2 separate regions of the Gossypium hirsutum genome follow, and region 1 is linked to region 2. A link is a contact called in public Hi-C data. All regions are on one chromosome and are shown on one strand. Each heading gives the region's core, a stretch centred on a gene start, on an enhancer-like site or on the middle of the called end of the contact. The rest is flanking DNA. Distances are from core to core; before and after follow the strand shown.

What was found. A called contact is a pair of places that touch in the nucleus more often than the background predicts.
Region 1: a Hi-C map of leaf shows a contact between it and region 2, with 2.4 times the contacts expected there. The contact joins the promoter of LOC107912931 here to the promoter of LOC107912928 in region 2. A contact is called at or near these places in 2 of 34 Hi-C or Micro-C datasets (both in leaf).

The regions. Positions count from the first base shown.
Region 1 is chrA13:98,913,428-98,916,127 of Gossypium_hirsutum_v2.1, reverse strand. It overlaps LOC107912931 (probable glutathione S-transferase), which reads right to left and starts at 1,253. Exons shown (of 2, transcript XM_016841321.2): 1 at 777-1,253; 2 at 1-31. The coding sequence starts at 1,091.
Region 2 is chrA13:98,640,127-98,642,826 of Gossypium_hirsutum_v2.1, reverse strand. It overlaps LOC107912928 (E3 ubiquitin-protein ligase DA2L), which reads left to right and starts at 1,282. Exons shown (of 10, transcript XM_016841318.2): 1 at 1,282-1,522; 2 at 1,725-1,783; 3 at 1,926-2,421. The coding sequence starts at 2,230.

The sequences.
Region 1 (2,700 bases), core at 4-2,503, 270 kb before region 2:
TCTTCCATATTTTGCTCCCCAGGTCATATATCTGCACTTCACATTACAATATTGGAGAATTAGAGTTCTATTCAGTCAGTAATAATTTCCACATTTATTTTTAGTTTCATCTCTCCCTCAACATGAAAAACATATAATGACATGAATATGAATAATCATAGAACATCAAGAAAATGTTTTTGTTCTCCCTGCATAGCTAAAGAATTCAAACAGTAATCATGGTCATAAATTATCATCATTGATAATTAGATCTAGTTGTGGATAGTGAAAAAGTTGCAATAATTGCAACTAGAATAGGTTGAAAGTGAGTAAGCAAGCCAATATCATCTAGAATATTAAAATAATGGACTTAGTTGTGGATGAGCTGTAAGCATAACATTTGCAACCAATAAAATCAAGCTTTCTAAATTGGTTAAGTTCAACTTACACATTCAGAACAAATGAAAAATGGAAGTATCTCTATAGTTGTGTTAGTGTAACCCAATATCACTTATTGAAAAAATACTGTTCATCTCAATTTGAGTCCATTAGATTTCCTTCACTTATCCCAAATGTTTCAATCATAAGAGAAGGGTTGAGTTTAACCTATATAGTAGTGGTATAATAAAATCCTATAGATTAAGCAATTCCTGCCACTCTGTTGCCGTCCTATTTGCAGCCCAGAACCACCCCCCTCCCCAAAATGGAAACTAAATCAAAACATAATCTAAAATCAAGTCAGCCCATTGAACAATCATAGCAGAAACGTAGAGACTTAAACGAGTAAAAGAAAGCACCTTCTTGTCAACGAAATCAACCCAGAATCTGGCAACAGCTCTTTGATAAGGATCAGAAGGGATCAAAGGAGCTTTATCATGCCAGACCTCATCAATATACTGAACCTGAATGACAGACTCACAAACGGGTTTACCATTATGGATAAGAACAGGGATTTTCTTGTGAACAGGGTTCATCTGCAGCAACAAATCACTCTTGTTCCTCAAATCTTCTTCTCTGTACTCGTATGGTATCCCTTTCTCAGCCAAAGCAATCCTGGATCTCATCCCAAATGGACTTGGCCAGAAATCCAACAATACTAATTCCCCTGCCATTCTTGTAATCTAAACTATTCAAATACTCAAATCGATACTAAATTTATAATCTTGGGTTTCTTTTGGATTTTACTTGTTTTTCTCTGATTCTGAAGGGGGAGTCAGAGTATATTTATAGGAGGGTTGGTAGGTTTTTCTATGATATTTCTTTTATTCAATTTTTCTGTGACTTCAATGTTTTGAAGTAACTCATCTTTATTTATTTTAAAAATGAGAAATTAAAATAATTAATCATGAAATTCATATCTTTTTTAATTATACATAATTTTGATTAATATAACAATAAATATAATCTTTAATATTTACATATTTTATCATTTTGGCCTTAATTTTAAAAAGTTTAACATAATTTAGCCTCAGCATAAATAAATTTATTAAATTAAGACCAAATTGATAGAATATATAAACTTTGAAGGCTAAATGTATTATTATACTAATCAAAATAATGTACAATTAATAAAAAATTTAAAATTATAATTAATTATCTTTAATTGCTTATTTTTAAAATTAAAAAATATTAAATTACTCTAATTTTTTTTAAAGAAACCAATTTATTAAATTTCAAATTTGAAAAAATTTGAGAAGATTTTTTTGCCTAACTAACCTAAATAATGATCAAAATATGGTTTAGGTGAAAGAAAATTATTTAATACTATATTTATTGAAAAGGGAGTGGAATTTTTTTTAGTAAAATTTAATGTTTAAATTCATTGAATCACGAATTAAATCGAATTTTTAAATAAAAGGTAAAAAAATAAAAATATTTTTATAATAATACATTGTATTGTGTAATATATTTTAATAATTTTTTTATATAAATTGGAGTTTGGTTGACTGTATTATTAATTATATCATAAATTTAATACAAATTAAAAATTTTATCACACGACTTATATATGTGAAATTATTTATGACACTAGTTTAATCAATAACATTATTCATATATATATATATAATTTTAGAATTATAAATATATTTATAGAAGTTTCAAATGAAAACTAAAAAATAGGTTTAGTTTAAATGATAAATAAAAAAGTTTAATATGCATAGTGTCTTTTGGTTCAAATTTTACTACGAATAATTTTTTATTTATTTATAAAAAGATAAAAAATATTTTCATAGTTATATAATTTATTTTGTAAATAAAAATATTTTTGAGTAATTTCTTTTAACTCAGTTGATGAGTGAAATTAATTCAATAAAATAATTAATAAGTAGTATATATATATATTGGAAATCAATCAATAAAAGAAAAATAATATGTATCTCAAAAACTCTAAATTATGTGATTTCAGTCTAGGTTTATTTATAAGTTTTATTAGGGTGGGTTTGGTTAGATTAGGTTTATGTTAGTGACGAATTCAATGAGGTTAGTAAGGAATCCAGTTCTCAATGAAGTTTTTTTTATTTAGATTTTTAATATTTTAAATGAAATTTATAATATTTTAAATTAATAATTATAAAATTATATTTTAACTCTTTAAAAATAATAAAAATTTATTTTAATCTTTCAAAAATTATAAATATATAAAATATTAAAATAATAAATTTATATTTTTATTATTATAAAAGTTTCAAGATTTATTTCTAGCTCTTTGTTTACTTCCGG
Region 2 (2,700 bases), core at 33-2,532:
TATAATACAAAAGATAAAGAAGGGAGAAGGCGATTGAAAAAGACGCGCGGGTAAGAGGGGGAGAGAAGTAAACAGTAAACTAAATTGGAGTGGTGTTGATTTGATCCTTTCCTCCTTTACTACTCCACCCTTTCCTTCTTTAATTCTCAAACTTAATCATCCCTTTCTTTTCTTTTCTTTTTTTTTTTCAAATTTAAATACATTTTTCTTCCAAATTAATCACTAATAAGTAGTTTTTTTTAAATAAATAATCCCCTTATAACAAGTTTTTTAATATTTCTTATGTATGTAGTAGTAATTTTACAAATAAATTTAAGGATGATTTTGTTGTTGTTTTGATGAATGCTCAATTTTTTTTATTAATTTTTACTCCGCGCTTTGGACCATCTGGACCTGATTTCCTTATTGTATTAAGTGCTTGCAATCACTCTAAATATGTTGTATATGAGTTGTAACAAGGTCAATTGTCAATGTATCATAATAATTTAAATATTATCCTTCAATAGATGACAAATATTTACTATTTTTTCTCTGAATTGTATGATTTCACTCATTAATGAATTAATGAATTAATTTTTCAAATAAATAAATAAATAATTAACCATAAAATATGTCGTATTTACAAAAATCAAATAGATCCCATGTCACACATTATAATTAAATAAAAAAATTACATTCATCACATAAAAATCCGATAGAATATTCAATATACTTATTCATTTTCATATAATTAACAAAAACTTGGATGATTTAGTGAATTAATAAAAAGAATAGATTAATTAATTTCAATTATCCCTTCGTTCCTTTCATTTTTTTAAAAAAAAATGTAATTTGTATGCATTCTTTCAGAAAAGTAGTTTAAAAGTTTTCCATGATAAATTAATTCAAATGAAAAGAAAAATGATCATTCACTTGGATTTGTATAATATTTTCATTTTAAAAAATAATTCAACAACTTAAATATTAATAAATAAAAAAGTAAAAAACTTAATGACTTTAATTTGTAAAAATTGAAAAATAAGAAAACCAAATATCATTAAATTGCTAAGACGTTAAAGAATTCAAATTCATACTAAAATAAAATAAATAAAAATAGAGAGTAATATACTAAAATTTTAAGTAGAAAATTTAAAATTAACAATTAACAATTAGAGCAATAAATAATATTGCAGTTATAGAAAACATCACTACAGTATTTTTTTTCTTTTTTGTAAAATAAAAATAATAACATTTTCTCGTATTTTGTTTGTCTTTATATCTACGAGTCTCCATCCAAACGCCGAAAGAAACCAAAAAATGAATAAGAAAAAAGAACAAATACGTGTATGCGAATTTTTATTTATGAAATAATATAAACAATTTACAACAAGAAATAAAAATAAAATTTCTTTCTTTCTTTCTTTTTCTGAGAGAAAGTTGAGATTGTGTTTCCATTCTCCTTGCCAAAGTCTTTCCCTTTCTTTCCTTTTCTTTCTTTTAAGCCCCTAAACTCGCTTCCGCCAATTCCCTTTCAGGTTTCAAGGTCAGTTTCTTTCTTCTCTCAATTTGCCCATAATTTAGTAAAGTTCTGTTTTTTCTTTTCGTTTGCTTCGATTTTCTTCTGTTCAAAAGCTTTGTCTTTTGGTTCGAATTTGTATTTTTCCTTGTAAGTGAATCTGTTTTTGCAATGATTTTACTTTGTTCTTTTTAGTCTTAATGTTTTTCTTTCTTTGGTTTAATTATAGGTATGGCCATGTTTCGGGAAGGATTACACTGGCCAATTCAGCTGTGAAAGTTGGACTTGGTAAGTTAAATTTCCTTTTGTAATTCAGAACTTAGCGTTTTCTTTTTAATCAAATTTTGGTTTCTATATTACATTTTGAAGCATGTTTAACTATTAATATATATGTTTAATTTCAAGGTTTTTTTTTTTATTGCACTTGCAGGATTCATGGGGCATGATTTTAGATAATGAACTATTGTTTGTTTGGATTAGAATTCAGTTTTAATGTAGTGTGTGTGTTTGATTATGTTGTAAAACTACGAATTATGGTTGTAGATTCTACGTGATTATTTGTTCATAATTGGTAATTTTTAGTAAACCAATTTACCAAAAACCAAATTTGCAGCTATTTTGATTGGTTTTTGTCTTGAAGAATTTGAAAAATAATCAAATATTGGGTCGAATTAGAGGAAGAAGAAGAAGGAAAGAGAACAGTTAGGGGATACAGTTTTGGGATATTCTTTTTGATGGGTAATAAGTTGGGAAGGCGGAGGCAAGTCGTCGATGAGAAGTATACACGCCCACAAGGGTTGTATGTTCATAAAGATGTGGATATTAAGAAACTAAGAAAGCTGATACTTGAATCGAAGCTTGCTCCTTGCTATCCTGGCGATGAAGAATGCTGTTCTGATCTTGAAGAATGCCCAATTTGCTTTTTGGTTTGTATTTATCTCATTGGCTTTCTTCTTATGCTTGCTAATTGCTATCCAATTGTAAATATCATGCTCTTTTTATCCTTTTGCTTTATCAGTCACTGCTTAGAATGAGCCCTTGTTTACTGGTTTTTATTGAATGTTAATTCATGTGTGGTTAGCTTTTAAAATTAGTTGCAGTTGAATATGAGTATGGTTTTCCTTTTTCCTTTTGTATTTTAGTATTATCTGTGGTTAGCTTTTAAAATTAGTTGCAGTTGAATATGAATATGATTTTCTTTTTTC